Linked DNA regions of Gossypium hirsutum: all the other regions are linked to region 1. The links are chromatin contacts, called in public Hi-C maps. All regions are on one chromosome and are shown on one strand. Each heading gives the region's core, a stretch centred on a gene start, on an enhancer-like site or on the middle of the called end of the contact. The rest is flanking DNA. Distances are from core to core; before and after follow the strand shown. Region 1 holds the start of LOC107886546 (plant intracellular Ras-group-related LRR protein 3). Region 2 holds the start of LOC107886661 (BTB/POZ domain-containing protein At1g67900). Region 3 holds the start of LOC107886538 (protein DETOXIFICATION 29).

Region 1 (3,044 bases), core at 32-2,531:
AGAGGTTGTGATTTCTGGTTCAAAGGAAGGGTCGCCAGTGTCGCATATAATCTTGCAGAGATAATATGAAAGGGTGTTTATTTATCAAATATTAAAGTCGAAAATGAAAGAGTTTGATGATTCTATGTTATCATCTTTCGGGGATAAAGATAAAGTGGTTTTAAGGTTATCCCTACCATGTGCCCATCTTTTTTTTTTATCCTCCTAATGTATATGATTGATTTCCCTTTTATTTACATCAAACAAACCATACTACAGAGGATGCTAATGGAGAAAGCATGAATTTGGGAAGTCTATTTTGGACAAGGAGCAGTGGGTTCATTATTAAAAAAAGAGAATGGTGTAGCCATCACGGATCCCACATGCGTCTAATCTTCCATTTGAAAACTGTGATCGGGTCTGATATTGGCGACGTTAAAGCCTTTGATTCTTGATAATGGACCAAGAGGCCAGGGTGTGTATGGATGGCTGGCTGGCTGACTCAAATCCTCAAATCCTCATCACGCTTCTGTTTTCTGTGGCATTTATACGCAACTTGTATATAATTTTGTTTATAATTAGTATTTTAATAACTTCACCCTTATATTTTATGTTCAATAATGTATACCAAATTTTGAGTCAATTAAAATTGTATAATAAAATATTTTTATGTGATGAAATATTGACTATTAATTATATAATGATAAATATCATATGTTAATTGATATGATAAAGATATTGGATTAGTTCAAAATTTTTTAAGTGGAGGATAAATACAATTATTATTAATTGAGTTGTTATAATATAAAGGTAAAAAGAACTTTACAATCTTCCCCAATTTCAAAATTGAGCAAATTTGTCCTTCTAAAAAATTCAGAGTTATTTAATCTCTATCAATTTGATCCTAATTTATTAAATTTATTTCGCACAAATATTGAGGCTAAATTTATTTATTTTTTTTAAATGAAGGCCAAAATGAAAAATAATATAAACATTGAAGGTTAAATTTACTATTATATAAATTAAAATTATGTATAATTAATGGAAAACATTAATACTTTGATTATTGTCTTTAATTGCTCACTTTCAAAATTGACAATAGTAAAATTGCTCCAACTTTCTTTTACTAAATATAAATTATGTAAGTGTCTTATTTTATGTAAATCAAGTTTGGAACCTTAATAATAACCGTAATAATAAAATGTATTGTTGGGGGGGGGGGTTGATGGTGGGTCATTCTATGAAGCCTTTCCTTCCAGAGCCACCAATAAATGAAAAGCCCATTAGGAACCCACTGTTAGCTCAGAAATTAAGAACCCAAAGGCAAAGTATAGAATGTGATGATGTGAGCAAAGGAAAGCGGTAGACCAGGTCCAGCGTATGCCAGAAGTACCTTTTGGCATTCGGCGTTGCGATGCTAACTGCTAACCGAGAGACACTACTCATCAGCTCCATGAGTCATTGCTGTTCACTACTCTCTCGTCGTTCTCACACGTCAATGCTCCTCCCTCCACCTGACCCTGTTTCCTTCATCCCTGCTTCCTTCAATCACCTTAATGGATCCTAATCTTTCAAAGTTCCCCATTTTGTCCTACATCTTCTCCCAACAAGATCCTTACAATTACCCATCACTCCCTCCCCAAATCCGCCAGGATCTACTCACCCGTTTCCCCCATTTACCCGATCCATCAATCCTTGCTTCACTTTCCCGATCCATCCCCACCTCCGTCACTCAAACCCATTCCCTCCTACGCTCCCTAGGACCTCGACCCGATCCATCAGCTGTCTCCGCTGCTCGTTCCAAGATTACCCACATTCAAGAAACCCAATCTTCCTTACAGGAGGCCGACATATATAAGACCGTGCTTAGATTGGAAGGCTTGCACGAGGATTATGAGAGACAGTTGACTGAGGTGGAGGAGAATCTGGGTCGTTTGTATTGCTCAGCTGTCGAGCAAATGAGCGGCGATGATGAAGTAAATGAGGATGTTGTGAGGATATTGAAAGAAGCTGAGAATGGGGTGGTTGAAAGAGTTGAGCTTTCTGGAAGACAGTTGAGGCTATTGCCTGAGGCCTTTGGTAAACTTCACGGTTTGGTTTATCTCAATCTTTCCAATAACCAGATAGAGGTATTATATGTTTATTTTCATTATCTTTTCTTCTGTTTATGCCAAATTGATCCAAGGCTTGATGAAATTGCGAAAGTTGTGATGTTTAAGCTAAGAACTATAGTAGCTACGTTATGTTCCTTTGATCAACACTATACCAATTGATAAACTAAATACTTGGATTCTTTCCTTTTTCGCTATTCAATTAAAATTGCTTTATCTCCTGTTCTAAAAGTATGGCGTATTTCATGAGACTGAGGATATTGGTATATTTTCTCTGTTTTGCACAAAGAACTGCTGCTTATGGTCTTCACTACTTTACATATGTAAATTGTTTAACTGTATACAATATGGGTAGACGCTTATGTACTAGTGTTTTTGTGCTTGGGAACCAGGTCATTCCTGATTCGATTGGAGGACTAAAGAAACTTGAGGAGCTTAATGCATCCTCCAATCATTTGCAACATCTGCCTGACTCCGTTGGTTTGTTGCTTAATCTGAGGATCCTCAATGTCTCGGGAAACAAGCTAAATGCCCTCCCGGAAAGCATTGCACGATGCAGGTATTATACTATTTTTTGTTCACTCTTGCTGTTCCAGGAGTGAAATGCAAACACCAATCCTGATAAAGTAGGAATGAGTAAAACGTATCTGTTTTGAAAGCCAAACGTGCCCCCTTGCCAGTAAAAGAAGTTTGTCAGTCTATTAATCTAATTTGTCTCTACGCTGCACCAACCCCCTGTTTTAACAAATTAAACCCTAAACCATTAGAGCAAAAAAGAGCTGTAAATTCTAGCTAAACATCTGTATTCATCAAAAAAAATATTCTCTTTCTCTAATGTAGAAGTTCAGCCTTCCTCTTCAAATGTATTGGAAAAGAAAATACACACAGTGATTCTCACTCTCGTTCTAGATTGAAGAGCAAAATTTCCCTCGTCAATTGTGCTTCTAAAATATC
Region 2 (2,740 bases), core at 192-2,691, 280 kb after region 1:
AGAGTCACAATAGAGTCCCTCCAACCATGTAAGATGCAGGAATTGAAGAAAACTTCGAGCTTGTAAACTAAATTCCCCTTCTCCACATCTTCGGTCATCTGCAAGTATTCAGCCGCACATCGTGCAGCTACGATGTTATAGGCGCTGAGAGTGATTGTGATACCATAACAGAACTTAGCACAAAGCTCAAACGCCTCAGTTCCACCAGGGAAGTCGGGTATTTGTACTATCTGGTGCTGTAATGTTTCAGGGGATTCGGAACATATCCTCTGCAACCGCAAACATTTGGACAAGAGAGGAAACTGCATGTAGAATGAATTTGCAGATAAGCATATAAAAGAAAAACAACATAATTCAATTGAAACATATATCAGTCTTAAATAACTTTACCTTGTGAAGTAGATATCTACTTCCTTTCACTTGGACTATAAGGTCACTAGTGACTTCAGAAGAGACAGACCTGCATCAACAAAACAAATTCATGGCAGCTTCCCTCAAATAAGGGAAAAGAAAACCATTTGGCTTCAATCGCTGAAAAGCCATACCTTACAGCCTCGTTAGTGTAGAAAGTGTCAGGCCGAGATCCTAGTTTCATAAACTTCATGACTGATTTTGCTTTTGTTTTATGGGTTGGGTTTTTTCTTCACCTAAAAGCAAACCATAACCAGAAAAGGAAAGAAAGAAGAGCTCAAACTCCAGAAAGTTTCAAAATCTTCTAAATAGGGAGTAAAAACAAACGATTTTACTGGAGAGGAGAGGTTATCCAAGAAGAAAGGATAAAAGGAATCAAAGCCCAGAAGATGAAATCATGGAAAAGACAGATACCCATCTGATTAGGATATATAAACAAGGAATCAAAACCATTGCATTCCCATCAATATTTAAGTATTCTAAAGCTCTCACCAACTCAATCAACCATAAACCAACTCTCTCTCTCTCACTGCCTTACTCTAAAGTAGAAACACTGTCTCACACACTCGAATAAATAAGTGTTCTTTTTCTGAGACAGCTACCTGAAATTTAACGCTTTTGATACTATTCACAAACATCTCCCAATCATTCATCGGAAAATTCAACTTGAGTACATAGGGAAAAGAAAACTCTGTAATTTTTTTAAAAAATGTCTGAATATAGTAAGGCTTTTGTAATATCGAAAAAAAAATATGGTTTCTCCAACTTTCAAGTGTAGAAGGCTATGAAGGTCAATCTGCGGTGTCTTGTGAGAGAGTTACTAACACATAAGACGAAGCCATGGTAGCGTGCAAAATGAGACAGGAAGCAGCCACGTGCTTAACCTGCGCCCACTAGTGCCCCTTCCCTCTCATCATTGATGTTTTCACCTGTACGCACACCCCTGGATTATTTTAGTCAAACTCTAGTTTATCTATACGCCACACCGTACGCCTCTTCATTCTCGTTTACTATTTTATTTTTTAATAAAATCAAATATGATTTTAGAAAAAAAAAGTGTCTGTCATTTAAATAATTATCTTCTAGCTTTACAAAAAAAAAAAAAAAGAACAGAGTATCATGTATAGTTGCCTTTATGCTTTAAAGCCTTTTACAATCCTTATCGACGGCTTTGCACTTTGCATATTATATCTGGATGGATTAAATATAGCTTCTTCAAGGGATTCATTTATCAAATATTGAATCATATTTATTTTAGTAACAGGACATGAATGTGGGTTCAGCAAGAATGATGAGCATTTCATGGTTTCATAGGAAAATATGTGTTCTTCACTTCAACCAACACACATCATTCATGTTCTAAAGCTTTACCTACACTTTTCACTGCTCCATACACTGCCATTTATCTCATCAAATACCAAAATTAGATACTATGTCTAAAAATAAAATATAAAATATTAGGATCCATCTGGTCTGATAGTATTCGAATTTTCACAATTAAGGTACTTCGTTTGGAGTCTTGATAAAATAAATTAAGGGAGATTAAAATAATACGAAATCAAATAAATAAAAATCGAACAACAGTAAAACAGTAAATAAAAACTGGTTTTGAAATTAAATAAGGCAAAGCCAATTTATGAATGTTTTAGCCTCGGGTAAGACGTCGGTCTTAGTCCCGAAATTTATTACGGACTATGAATGTCTTCTCATTCATTGGTAAGCAGTTTATAGTGATCAAAAACCTTAGCCATCAATTCTTCCTTAATTGTAAATTAACTACAAGAATCGCTCAATTGTTAACCATTACTGAACTAATAAGCCTGAAAGATGCTTCTACAATTTAATCCGTCGATAACCTTGCAACTAGAAGAACTCGACTCCAATTAATGATATCAACCGTATGAATCATTTAAATTAGATCACTTTATGCCATGACATCACCCAAATGCACTCCGCATTGAACCATGCCAACTTTTTCCTTGTATTTTATTCATAAATAAATTATTAAAGATAAAATTAAATATTTATCTAAATAAAATATAAGGGATAAAACCTAATCTTAATTTAACTCCTAATAAATATATTTAAAAATAATATTTAAATAAAAATAAAATAATCTTAAAGTTTAAAAAACTTTGTATATCAAATTATTACTCTCATATCCAAATCTTTAATGTGATTTCATGTTTTCACTTGTTCTTTACATTTTAGACTCGCACTACACTTAAATAAAAATTATGCAATAAGTATCAAAATTAATAGCAACGTATCCAAAAGTTTATTAAAATATATTAATTCACTATGAAAATGAATGCATGTAATTATTTTT
Region 3 (3,141 bases), core at 371-2,870, 410 kb before region 1:
ATTTTGGTTTTTAAAAGTCTTGTTTTCATCTTCAATATCCATTTGTTAATCATACCTCAAAATGTAATTTTTAACACAAATTTCCTCTAATTCTGACAATGTTTTGTGGAATCGAGGGATTTGTAAAAACCTGGCCATGTTTTAAACATTCGGTCCCACCAGGTCAGGAAAGCGGGTCCACGTCAGTGCGTTTTATACTGACATGGCAATATGTTACCCCAAGGGTGCGATTTGCTGGCATTTTCCCCCTAAAACGCTCCTACATGGACGCATTTTGCTAAAACCGGCCATTTCCGATAAATAATGTGGAAATTAGCCTATTTTCATAAATATACTTGGAGATGAGCATTTTTAAGTAAATCACCCCAAATAAATAATAACTACAAAACAAAAATATACCTTCAAAATAATATTTGTTGTTGCCTCATTTCCTTCCAAAACAACAAATTCAAATGAATAATAAATATTAAAAAATATTAAACAAATAAATTATAATTAAAAAAAATTACCTTTCAAAAAATTTATTGTTGCCTCCTTTCACACTAATCCCTAAATCAAACATATAATAAATATTAAAACCACATAACAATATATTCCTCCCTTTAAAGCCCTAAACAAAAAAAAATTACAATAATAAAACTTAACCTTTCAAAACTTTTCTTCTCTTCTGTGCTACATCTTCCCATTCTTCTCTTCTCATAAACTGTTAGCTTCTCTTACAATTTTTTTTATTTTTTATTTTTTTTTTACAGCTGAGAGGACCATGGCCCCTCTTTTAAAATTCATTTTTTTCACCCGTGTCTTAAATCAACCCATTTAAGTCATCAGACCCCTTGAGTGTGTGGTCACTTTTGTCGTAGAAAGGTGTCGCCTAACACGATGCCTCCACTAGTGTTGCCTGTCAGGTTACCTCCTCCATACTTTAAAAATTAATTTTTCTTAACCCATATTATAACCGGTATAAACTACATACAAGTGTCGCCTCTTCTACTTCTTCCATCATTTAAATATATTTTTTAACACAAATTATATACTTAATGATAGGGTTATGATTGCTAGCAAAATAAACTATGCCTCCATTGGTGTTGCCTTTCATGTTCCTTTCTCCGGCCTTTAAAAATGATTTTTCCTCAACCTGTATTTTAACCGGTGTAAACTAGATACATGTGTTGCCTGTCCCACTCCCTCCATCATTTAATTATATTTTTTAACACAAATTATATTCTTAATGATGAGTTATGATTGCTAGCAAAATAATGGTGGAGCCGCCACCTTCAAACCCTCCATCCCTAAATAATATTCAATCCATATATTTTGGTAAATAATAGAGATGGAATACTATTTAAAGATTATTTTTATATTATCCAAGTAAAAAAAAAATCCTTTAATCTAATTATAATGTATCCAAACAATTTTAAAATAACAATATAAATATTTAAAATATTAAAATAATGGTCAAAAAGGTTGGGCGAGAAAAAGCGTAAAATATTAACTCTGATTTCGCCCTTGAGAAAAAAAAAAACATTATATTAAGGAGTTGGTCATGCTTTGCAAAATCATTTTATACCAAAGGAATGTTAGACCGAAATTAAGTCATATGTAGCAAAAAACCAAAACATTTGATGGTAGGAAAAATTATGGATAAAATTCATAAAATTCGGTAATTTTTTTAAAAGATAGTGTAATTTCTGAAATGTTTTTTTTTCAACATATTTACATAAATTTCCCGGATTGAATTTTATTTTAAAATTCGAATATAAATTTATACACTTAAAATCTCCAAACAAATCATTCTTCTATCCAAAAATATTATCTACATCTATCTTGGCCGATTGCTCTTTGTGCTCTCATATGGCTATGGAGGATGCTGAGCAACCGCTTCTTTCCCCTCGGCTAGTCGGCGAGGACAGCCACCACCAGGAGCAGTTACTTTCTAGACTATCAAACACCACCTTCACGGCCGGCATCGATGACATCCCACCGATCAACGGCGTCCGTGACTTCTTCAGAGAATACCTGATAGAGTCCAAGAAGCTCTGGTTCCTTGCTGGCCCCGCCATCTTCACATCTCTTTGCCGATACTCCCTCGGCGCTATCACTCAAGTCTTTTCCGGCCAAGTTGGCACTCTAGCTCTTGCCGCCTTCTCCGTGGAGAATTCATTCATCGCCGGTTTCTCCTTCGGCGTCATGGTAAATCTGTAAATTAAATTTCCTTCGTTAATAGTTTTAGTTTTAGTTTTGTTAGCTTAGTTACAAATAACAGTAATCGCAGAATACTTGATTAAAACTTGAATAGCTTGGGATGGGAAGTGCACTCGAAACTTTATGCGGCCAAGCATTTGGAGCAGGGCAGGTTGGTATGTTAGGGGCGTACATGCAAAGATCATGGGTCATCCTCAACTCAACGGCTTTGATGTTAAGCTTGTTATACATATTCGCGTCAAAATTTTTGAGGGTAATAGGCCAAACAGAAAGCATATCGAAGGCGGCCGGAATGTTCGCAATGTGGATGTTGCCTCAACTGTTTGCTTACGCGTTCAACTTTCCGATGGCGAAGTTCTTACAGGCGCAGAGCAAGATCATGGTGATGGCGGTGATAGCAGGAGTGGTGTTGGTTCTGCACACTGTATTAAGCTGGCTCTTGATGCTAAAGCTGGGATGGGGCCTAGCGGGTGCAGCCGTTGTTTTAAATATGTCGTGGATTTTCATAGTTGTGGCTCAGTTTTTGTACATAATTAGCGGCGCTTGTGATCGGACTTGGACCGGCTTCTCTTGGAAGGCATTTCAACATCTGTGGGGTTTTGTTAGATTGTCTTTAGCTTCAGCAGTAATGCTCTGGTAAGTCCCCTAGGCAGAAAAAAACTAAAAATCATTTTTAAAAATGAATTAGGTCTTTTTATTTTTTTTCAAAATATAAATCCCTAAATTTATTATTCCAATTTCAACGTGATTCTATGTGTGAGAAATGCTTTATAACATTTTTAAGAACGAGTTTAAACCCTTTACCTAAAACTTATTTTAAATGCTTAATTTTAATTTCACGTAATTATTTATATAAATTTTAACTTTTTATTTAATTCTCATAAATTATTGATATTGTTATTTATTTCACATCTGTTTACATTTATTTATTTTATATTT

Evidence for each region. A called contact is a pair of places that touch in the nucleus more often than the background predicts.
Region 2: a contact with region 1 is called in a Hi-C map of leaf, with 1.7 times the contacts expected there. The contact joins the promoter of LOC107886661 here to the promoter of LOC107886546 in region 1. A contact is called at or near these places in 4 of 34 Hi-C or Micro-C datasets (callus and leaf).
Region 3: a contact with region 1 is called in a Hi-C map of leaf, with 2.1 times the contacts expected there. The contact joins the promoter of LOC107886538 here to the promoter of LOC107886546 in region 1. A contact is called at or near these places in 2 of 34 Hi-C or Micro-C datasets (both in leaf).

What each region holds. Positions count from the first base shown.
Region 1 is chrA03:96,982,037-96,985,080 of Gossypium_hirsutum_v2.1, reverse strand. LOC107886546 (plant intracellular Ras-group-related LRR protein 3) reads left to right here and starts at 1,281. Exons shown (of 3, transcript XM_016810539.2): 1 at 1,281-2,108; 2 at 2,483-2,649. The coding sequence starts at 1,536. LOC107886545 reads left to right here. Exons shown (of 4, transcript XR_001680791.2): 4 at 1-659.
Region 2 is chrA03:96,706,860-96,709,599 of Gossypium_hirsutum_v2.1, reverse strand. It overlaps LOC107886661 (BTB/POZ domain-containing protein At1g67900), which reads right to left and starts at 1,441. Exons shown (of 4, transcript XM_016810705.2): 1 at 546-1,441; 2 at 391-460; 3 at 1-302. The coding sequence starts at 604.
Region 3 is chrA03:97,391,057-97,394,197 of Gossypium_hirsutum_v2.1, reverse strand. LOC107886538 (protein DETOXIFICATION 29) reads left to right here and starts at 1,620. Exons shown (of 8, transcript XM_016810531.2): 1 at 1,620-2,190; 2 at 2,297-2,838. The coding sequence starts at 1,852.